Regions from separate parts of the Hermetia illucens genome. Here region 1 is linked to region 2. A link is a contact called in public Hi-C data. All regions are on one chromosome and are shown on one strand. The core of a region is the stretch at or near the end of the contact, and the rest is flanking DNA. Distances in the headings are between cores, read along the strand shown. Region 1 holds the start of LOC119646908 (homeobox protein invected). Region 2 holds the start of LOC119646972 (segmentation polarity homeobox protein engrailed).

Evidence for each region. Hi-C and Micro-C count contacts between places; a contact is called where the count stands out from the background.
Region 1: a Hi-C map of an unstated tissue shows a contact between it and region 2, with 10 times the contacts expected there. The contact joins the promoter of LOC119646908 here to the promoter of LOC119646972 in region 2. A contact is called at or near these places in 2 of 2 Hi-C or Micro-C datasets (an unstated tissue and whole body).

What each region holds. Positions count from the first base shown.
Region 1 is chr1:9,355,888-9,361,081 of iHerIll2.2.curated.20191125, reverse strand. LOC119646908 (homeobox protein invected) reads left to right here and starts at 2,908. Exons shown (of 4, transcript XM_038047578.1): 1 at 2,908-4,743. The coding sequence starts at 3,156.
Region 2 is chr1:8,944,288-8,949,580 of iHerIll2.2.curated.20191125, reverse strand. LOC119646972 (segmentation polarity homeobox protein engrailed) reads right to left here and starts at 2,263. Exons shown (of 3, transcript XM_038047676.1): 1 at 702-2,263. The coding sequence starts at 1,749.

The DNA.
Region 1 (5,194 bases), core at 1,659-4,158, 410 kb before region 2:
TGGATGCAAGAATTACCTAAATCTCTACCGAACTATGGAGTACGGCACCCGTGTTGATACGCAACACCACGTCGACGCCCGAAGGTCTCTTGTCGCTTGAGCATAACTACAACCACCATGGAACTCCCACTAGGGGGGCCAACCGCAAACAACCGAGCTGTACTCACATACAACGGGAGTTCACCCGAAGTATGAGAGCCCAGGGGCTATCCCGGTTCCCATGGTACCAGTATACCCCTGGGAAGGTTTCGTGACCAATTTGCCACTTCAGATAAGTCCCCGTGCAGACTCGGGTCTGATCGCCCTGATTAGGCCTTTGGAGCAATCGTCTACTGAATCACGGCCGGCAAACCAAAGTGATTACAGCGTCTCCCGGTGCCACCACTATGGAGGTTCTCCTCGACCACTTGGTTTTGGTTTGGCCGATAGGGTTGCCGCCCCATCTTCCTCGCCGCCACCGCAGAGCACCGTTCACGATGGGCATTTCATTCATGATAGTCTAGGAGTGATATCGGACGAGTAACATCGCAGGACTAATTTCTATAGACTAATCTGTATAGACATTTTAGCCAATAAAGCGCATTGTCTCTACGATAGAAAAAAGGCGATGCATCTGAAGTAGACTTCAGATAACTCTGAACAGGGTTGTTGTACTAATGCGATGAAATTTCCGTTTACGGGTGTCGTGGTGAAGAAGTTCAGTAGGGAAGGTCATCTAGGGAATCATAAGTGGCATCTGAAACTAAGCGGTAAACAAAACCCCAATCCAAGGTGTGATTACCGTGCGAGGGCTGAAAGGTTGCAGGGATTAAGATGTGGCCGTAGACGGTACATCCTGGCCTAGGTAGAAAGTGGCTCTTGCCCCAAGCTCCAGCCAGCGCCACCTGCAGAGGCAAAATTCTTACTTAGGGGTAAACACCTGCCTTCGGGCAGCAAACAGCTTCCGATCAAACCGCCTTCGGTCAAAACATGCCTCCAGGGAAATCGCTATTTGCAGCTCAGGCTATCGAAGCCGAAGGATGGGTCGATGCTTCAAAAACGGGCGGCACAGACAAACCAGTAGCAAGATGCATTCGGCAATTGAATAAACGTGAATATTATTTGCAATGCCGCGAATTTGTGCGCGGAAAATCGACCTACATGCATTTTTTATGTTAATTAAATCATGCAATTGGTGTCCCCAAGAGTGCACTTACCTCCGGCTTAAATTCAATTTTGATGAATGGAACGAATTCATGCTAATTAATCCCATTCAAATCTAACAGCCGAAAACGAAAAGTGCCGCCATGTTGCAAATGACGCAACAAACTCTCTCTCACGCATCGAAAAAGTTCGATTTTCCGAATTTATTATATAATGTCTCATACAAGCCCGTGTAATGAACTTCATTTGACATCTCTCTTACTGCGAACGGACGCAGTCACTTTGTTGTTATGTTTGGGCCTTATGTTTGCCTAGACTTTGACATTTAGATATGCCCGTTCTAGTTCCTGCTTAAAGTTACGGAACAACGAGATCGAGATGCTGACGCTCAACCAAATTACTCCTTTCTTTTTTACTTATTAATTCTAATAAGCTTTTCATTAAACAATGGAAACTTATTTCTTTTGGCCAATTAATTCGGACTGAACATCGTGGACTTTCGAAAAACAGTTAAATACTCCCTCAAGTTTTCAATCGCAGATAGATTGCTGTGTAAACTTCGTTTGATTTGAGACTTCATTTATGCAGTATAATCTGTATCTCACATGACCTATTCACCCCCATTGTTCACGCTTGTGAAAAGCTAACTTAAATGCCATTGCAATATCAACATGTACGTCAAAACCTCGCTAATCGAATTAACACATCACAACTAAAGCATCATCGTCAAAAAGCCTCTCCAATCCACAAAAGAACCCAATGGAAAAAAAAATTAATATGTGAAGCAGATAAAGTAAAAAAATACGCAGCCGTGCGTATCGTGCACCGCCATACAAACACATCACATCCACATCACGTAATGCATTAATCCAAAGAAGATTGTTCTCAGTGCACGAAGAAAACAAGACAAAACCCAGAAAAACAACCAAACGCGACAATAAAAGAATGGAAATACCACACAAAAGAAGAAACAAACTCATCACCTTTTTATCGAACCTCCTTTTCACGTTGAGTGCACACACCGTAGGGCGAAGCATTAACCGCAACCCGCGAGCGCATCTGCAAGCTGCGGAGAAAAGAGAGAAGTATCTGAGCGTTCGCACACGAAAGATACACACACCAGAGACCACGCAGCCAAACAAAGGGAACCCGGGAAAGTATCTCCAAGTACATATCGGCCTGTTTCTCCCGTTCGTGGCTTCCTGAAATTATTTCAGCAGATGTTTTCTCGCTTTCGGTATTTATTCAAAGTATCTGGAAAGCTCAGATTGTAGAATGTGTAGATAACGACGGAGACTGTTTCTTGGCTGAGTGAGGAGAGCAGCTAGAGTTCGGCATGTGAACTGGTTCTATGTACTCAAGCCGTGATTTATCCTTCCAACCGGACTCCATTCCAACCCTTGAGAGTCGTCAGGGGAAACGAATCTGACATGCACATGCCGAGCGAAATCCCTTCCGGAAATCTTTATTTTCAGATATAAGATGGCTCGTGTTTGTGTGCGTTATATATGCTTGCCACGACCCTACCTTGGTATTTACGTCCGCCAATCACGAGTGAGAATTTCCAAGGGAGTTGCCATGTGTCTGATAAGAGAACAAGTTCGGAAGCTCCGCCCCCTGGCTCGGCCGGTTGATGTCGATTGAGTTGCGAATGGGGGAGGTGCTTATGGTGCGGGCATTTTAGTGCAAATTGGGGCTGGGCCCGCCTCCCGCGTTGTATTCAATCGAGACAGTTGGGGCTCAGTTCTACGACGTGGTCTGACTTGAAACGACGTGGTGAAGTGAATGACGGTGTGTGTCTCTGCTGCGGGGTTCGGCTCCATTTGAGGCGTTCAAAAACAGTGATTGTTCTTGGTTTACCCACGTTACCGGAAGTTGGCTAAGTGAGACAAGTGACGAAGTTTCCGAGTAACTAGAGTGTCTAGTAGCGTAGTTATGATATTGTAACGACACTTATCGTCTACTGAGATCGCAGTTCTTCTAGCTTCACTGTACCCAGAATCTTGCATCCAATGACGACATTGACCACACGCCCGATCCCTTTGCTTCCGCTCGTTTTGCCGATTCCCATGTATTGTAATGATCGGCCTTCCTCGACAGGATCAGGATCGCCACCTTCGTCTCTTGGGGTTGGTCTGGGGCAGTCTGACAGTCTCTTGCTCGAGCGTCACCATGAAGTGACCAGCCCCAGGATTAGCAGTGCCGGAAGCTCCTATAGCCGGAATTGCGGCAATTCTCCAATCCGGATGGATTCTAGCGTCTTAATTGATCAGGAAAGCCGACGGACGCGTAGTTTTTCGCATATGGAACACGATCACAATCGGGACAACTGTGATAAGATCAATGACCGTATGAGTTGTTGTAGTGATGACAGTGAACTTTCTGTAGGTCAGGAAGAATGTTGTGACAATGGAAGTGCTGCCACCGGGTCGGTATCCAAGCGAAGCAGGTTCAGTGGAACAGGCAACGATCATGATCAAGGGATTGATGAATGCGAGAGCGGGGACAACTTATCGAGTTTATCAGAGGATAACCGGGTTAGAGGTGGATCAGAGCCGTTGTGCAACGATGATGCTAGCAGTGACTCTAATTCGATTAGGGAAAGTGGTGATCCAGGACTGTTGTCCAGTCCTTCAAGTCTGGGTATGCAGGCAGGATCTATTATAAGGCCGAGTCCAACTCGGCTGCAAGAAGAGTTCTTACGGAAATCCCACCTCTACGCGGAGCAGTTGATGAAGCAGCAGATGCAGTTCATGGCTGTTGCTCGCGCGAGTGCATTCCAGCTACACCATGGAGCCCTGAGTCCTGATATGTGCAAAGTAGGATTCAGGCCACCGGAAAATGCAAATACCTTTTCTAGCTTTGGAGGAATCCAGTCGCACCTGAATGCTATTTCCAAAATCTCATCACAACTTACTTGCGAGGAATCAGCCTTGAGTAGACTGACTGCCTTCGGGCTGTCTTCTTCGAGGGAGCTATCGCAGTCACCACCTTCATCTCTTAATCAATTTCATCAGCACCACAACCACCCTCTGTTACCCCATCAGCTTCTAAACAACAATTTAAACGAAAGAAACCTGAAATTCAGCATAGACAATATCCTTAAAGCAGACTTTGGCCGAAGGATAACCGACCCGATTTTAAAACGAGCAGCTGGACAAAGTGCCGGTGGTGGTAAATCATCCCATAATGGTCGCAGGACTTCGAATCGAACGAACAGTGAAAAACACGGTGCTCCCATTGATTTGACCAGTTCGCTCCTAGCGGGATCAAGTGTAAATAGTAATAGTGCAATTTCAACCCCTTCAGTGAATTTAAGAACATCCATTGATCCAGTACCGACGGCCACGTCACCAAGTTCTGCATCGTCTAGCCCTAATTTCAATGTAGCGACGGCTGTGTCGTCGTCCCAGTCTAGTTCCACTTGCACGGCTACATCACCTTCAAGTTCTTCAACCCCCGCGGCTGCTTCGAATTCGGGTGGATCAACGACGGAGAGTGGAAGCAGCAGTGGTGGCAGCGTGAACAATGGAAGCGGTGGACCTGTAGTTTGGCCGGCATGGGTCTATTGCACTCGGTATAGTGATCGACCTAGTTCTGGTGAGTAGATATTTACTTTGGGGAAGGGTTTAGGATAGTAACATTAATTTTGGGATTATTAGGTTTTCGAAGGGTATCTTATGTTACAGTGTCCTTGGGGGTCGTTTTTTGGCTTCATTTGCTTATCAAGTTATTTCCGGTAAAGGTTTCCGCAAATTTTTGTGCATGTGACTACGCGGATATTACGAGTATCACAGAGATGTGATTTGGTAACGAAGTGTCAAAAAGGATCAAAAGATTCCTAGAGCTTTAAAAAGGGACCAAGACGGCTTACGGTTTCGTACTAGGGCATAGGTAACTCATCAGACGTTGCATCATCTCTGCTTTGGGAGCAGGGTGATTAAAGCGGTTCGCAGGTGGGAGGTGGCAGGTACGCTCCTTATTATAATTCGCAAACCACAACATGGGTGCGAATTATATCGAGCGTGAATTCGCTCACACTTCAGACTAA
Region 2 (5,293 bases), core at 1,014-3,513:
AGATTTTCCATTCTTTTGTGTTCATGTCCTTCTAAAAAGTAGGTTCTTCCATTTTTCACTACACTTTAGTTTATCCAAATGCTGTGTCTAGAGAATCAGTTGGTTTTCTCTTCGTATTTACTTCTGCCTAAGCAACAAAGAACGGAGCAACTGATTCCCGAAACACGGTATTTGTTCAAATGAACTAAATTATAACCAAAAAGGGAGGAACCGTATTTTTTCTGCTTTTAATATTAGCTGCCAAATCAATCCAAAAATGGTAAACGTTTTTTAAGTTCAATTTTTGAAAACGCCTAAAGCGGTTACTTCAGCCACTTATCTCGGGGATATTTCAATTCCCCAATTTGGTACACGTCCCAGTCCATGCCCTTAAAACCAACTGAGTATGAAGTCTTGCCTTTCTAGACGTGAAATCATAAGGTTCATTTTTATCCCGAAAACGTTCCTAAACTTCCTCGTTTCCACTCATAAATTTTGGATTCCCTACTGTCAAAACAACTCTCTCTTTCATTCAACTGATCTTAAAACTAAAAATCGTCCTAACACATATTCAGCTACCAAAAAAATCAACATCTGTCCAGCAAGGAAGAAAATTGTCGTCAACTTATTGGCGCTTGACCAAAACCTAATCCCAGTTTACTTCTCTGGTAGAACTACCAAAAACTCCAAACTAAAATCTAAAAATTTTCAAGTTTACTAACCTGAACTCGGCCGATCACTATATCGTGTACAATACACCCATGCAGGCCACAACTGTTGTCCATTATCATCTTTGGTGCTTCCCGACTCCGATCTAGTATCATCTGAAGATTCCATACCAGAATCGCGTCCATTCAGCGATTGGGTTCCTCCTGACATAGGTTGCGGACTCAAAGCAGAATTCGCGGATGAAACCCGACATCCTGAAGCAGGAGAAGCGGAAGTCGAGGATACAGATGACGACGAGATCGACGAAGACGGTGGTGGACTAGCAAGGCAGTGGGATTGTTGTGGAAGCGAAGGAGTTTGGCCGATTTGTGACACCGTTTTGCATAGACTCCCCAAAGGTGGCATTTTAATATCATTCGGGCGACATCCATTGCGACGACTGTTCAATATCTCCTCGTGGATACGCGGATATGTGGCAGGATTAAAGCAATTTAGGAAGTTGGCACGCTCAATCATCAAAGGATTGGGAAGGACAGCTGATGGAGGAGGAGGACGACTGTAGTCGATCACTTCAGGAATAAGTCGTGTGAAAGCTGACTTCTCGACAATAGGTTGCGGTGAAGGACTTCGCCTTGAAATCTCAAAAGGACGAAATATTGTGCCATTTGTCTTCTTCTCAGGAACACAGATTTTTCTCTTTCCAAACCGATCACTCAAAATATTCGTAATCGAAAAACTTATACAAGGAAGCTGTGGAGGTTGTATCCCCGCGGATATTTGTTCTTGTTGATCCTGTTCGTCCATTATCACTGAGTCATTCTCCTCCTCTTCTTTGATCACAATTTCTTCATCTTCATCATCGTTGTTATCTGGCGAGAAACGATCTTCACTATGCACTGGAGGCGACATCTTTTGACTGAAGGCGGGAATCAGATGAGTATGACCCTCTGATATGGTGTGCGCCATATGATGAGGACTATGCAAACATTGCGAATGAAGGCTCATATCGAGGATCGAAGGTGATGCTGTGCTTTGCGGGGAATGCGGGACTCCTGGAGGACTTGGGGCACTTTGTGGACTAACACGATCTTCAAGAGCCATAATTCGAAGCGCACTATCAACACGTGACCCACTCTGTCTCAACCGTTCCTTTATTTTCACAACAGGACACTGTCTTGAACAAAGTCACATTCGAATCCACTGTGTTCGGTTTGACTCGTTAAAATTCGAAAAATATCCTTAGCAATCACTCCAGAGAGAGATAGAGGTCGATTTTAGAGTTTTCTTATTAATCTATCTTTCAGGACAGCTTTTCACCACTTTCCAACACTTCACTCCATCTCATAGCAGTGGACAATTTATAATTAAGACAAGAGCTGGACGGACGACACCAGACGTGTGGCACTGACACCTCAATAATCCGAAATGACTAAATTTAAATCTCAATTCCTCGTCTTGGAGGAAATCTAATCCCGTCTCAAGAAAAAACCGCACTTATCTATCTACACTGTGTGACACAGTCAGATGTCATCTGAAATCTGACAGACGTTTGAGTGAGAACTCGACGAGAACGACTGGATTTGAGCAATCCGACGTGGACGATGGGTCGGCCCAGATCATGCCCAGGCCCAGGCCACACATGTCGGCACGCACCTCCCAGTCCTAAACCGGATGGCGACCCAATCTCTTGCAGGCGGTCGGCCGCGTACTCAACCAACCTGACACCGTATCCGTTGTATCTCTATTAGCCCTACTTCCAGGCGTAGTCATACCGAGATTAAGCTATACATAGAGAACCGGTGCACGGGGCAGCACCCACACAATGTAGTGCGGGGGCGTGGCTTGGGTCGGGAACGCCTCGTACACGCTCTGGATTAGGGAGTAAGATACACAACTCAATTAAAACCGGCTGGGAGGCGGAGGGCTGGTGGAATGTTTGTTTAGGAACTGGTTTTAGATTAATTCCAGGCACCCATCTCTCTCCCGCTCGGAGGAATCAGAGCGAATCTTTTCCCGCTCAGATTTATTCTTGAGTTCTATTGACTTGTATCTTGTTTGTTTGCCTCTATCTCGGATTGTTTTGTTCAGTTCCCGTCGGCCGAGCCGAGCCCTCCACGCAGTGAAAGTGTGGGTGGGTAGGGTGTATGTGTGTGCGTTATGTAAAGATGCGTTTGTGGAGCTACGATTTGAGGCACTGGATGAAAACGAATGGAGCTGGAAATCGACCAGAAACCGGGCAAAGTGAAGCGTTCTTCGTTTATCTGAGGTGACGGCAGCTCGTTATGGGAATCAGAGTCTCACTCACGACAACTTTATTTCTTTGAAGATTGCAAGCTTAAGCTTTGGGTAGGAGTCACGGGCGTCCAGGTGAAGGGGTTAAGATAAGTTGTATCTAATTATGGTAGATACTTTTATCTTTAACGGAAAAATATGAAATTTATGTTATGGTTTGCACAATTAGAAAATTTGAAAGGATTAGTACGGAGCGTACAATATGTGCTCCCAATAGTTTCAACATTTTGAATAAATAATATGATTCTGGGAGAGAAAGAAAACGTTTTTTTAGATTCCTGGAGACCGGGGGATTGTCAAAAAATGGATAATATATATTTTCTCTATATCTTAACCTACCTTGTTCGAGTAATTTTAATACAACTCACATAAAAAGATAACGCTAAACTAATTAGATTGATTTGATAATTTGTTTTTGAATCTACTGGAATCCATATACAGTAGTCGCTCGAAAGCTAGAACTTTCAGAAATTAGAAAACTTGGAAATTAGAGCAAACAATTCATTTACATATGTATGCTGCTCTGAAAGTGAAATAACTGATTCTAAGTTTAGAATTTTATTTGAAATAATTCGATATTTTTTGCTTTTTCGCTATTATTATTTATTTTATTCGCAAATATCGATATTTCGGGAAGCACTTCTACCTTCATTAGTGCTATACGTCTTGACGTCTAAAACCAATGAAGAGAACAAGTGGTTCCCGAAATATCGGAATATGCGCCGGTCTGGTCTGATTATGTTTCAGGTTAAAGTTACATAATTCGGCAAGTCCTCACACTACCTTCTCGCGTTAGAAACCGTATTTGGACGGGCCAAGAGTTTGTAGGGCCGGGCTGGGGGTAGACTCATCCACCTGACGGGTTTCTGTTTGCCTGCTGGTCATGTGTTAGGGGCAAGTGCATCTGGCGGGGGGATAAGCCAAAGAGACAGCCCGGGGATCTTTCTCCCTACACTGGAAAAGGTACTCACAGGACTCCAAGCCGAAGTGGAAGTGGAGGGCTGCATGGCCAATAGGTAGCTGGATTATTAGTATGCGAACGATGAATTCCTTGGGCACCTTCGTGCCTTCTTTACCCTGGTGACTGCTACGATGAGAATATAGCGTTGTATCACCTCGGTACCAACATGGTGACCAAGGCAACCAATCAACCAACCAGCCTCCCCTAACAGGTTAGCTAGCCAGTCATGAACACCGACTGTGCGAGATAATATGAGGAACCGGCACGTGCTAGAGCTAATCCGAATGCTAGCAGTTCGGCGAGATGACTGCCGAGGTTCTTAGTTCTCAAATATTACCTCCCTGTCAAGACACAAACATTTTATCATGTGCCTTAACTCAATGGTCAACAAAATTAAACCCATCCGGGGTAAACTACTCTAACAAAGACGTGAAGTCTCGAGGCGGATTGATACCACCGAAAATTTCAATTCAGAAGGAGTTACACTGCCTAACGGCCTAATAAGGATGGGGACACAATCATAAAAAAGAAATTTAATGCGCGCGTGATGGACGGAGAAAGATTAGCTCTCAGTGGACCCTTCCATCTACGCGACGGGCAGCCCCCATCTTCCTTTCCTCTTCATTAGGGACCAGGTGACATTATGGCCCTGCGGAGGCCCACTGTAACCAGAACGTCCACCCCCTGCTGCTTCAAACGGATTGGGGGGGGGGGGTCGTTAAATTATAATATGTACCAATTCAATGTGATGAATGGTAAACGGTCTCATCCTCTGAATTTAATTGAACCCGTTGTTCATGCTTTATTCTTGTTTGCAAGCGGAAACTTAAGTACTATCGCATTTAATTGTTCCTGATATTTTTGTCTTCTTTATGATTTGGGCCTTCTTTTTTCTTTTTTTTTTAAGGATTTCATTTAATTATATTAGTTTTGAGGCTTTTATGGCTTCTTAATCTATTCGGGATAGCTGAATAGTTAGGGCACAAGGCTGTTGTACCGAAAGTCGCGGTTCAAATCTCACTGGAGGCAGTGGGATTTGTATTGTGATTTGACGTCGGATACCAGTCAACTCAGCTGTGAATGAGTACCTAACTTTTCAAAGAAGAACTGTTCACACGTACGCCACCTCGCACCCAAGAAAAATCCTTTTCAGCCGGCACAACTTTACTTTGTCCCGGAATTGGGACACTGCACAGCCGAACCAGAATTAGGGGAAGACACAAGTCAAATCGATTCTTGCATTCTAAGACACGATCAACGGCACTACCCCGCGTCCCATCCATCTCAATCTCACGCCACCTTTAGTTTTTCTCCTCAGTAAACCAAATGCTTACCACAAACGACAACACGCTTGAAGAATTCACTGGTCCCGTCGTATGTAAAAGCACATTT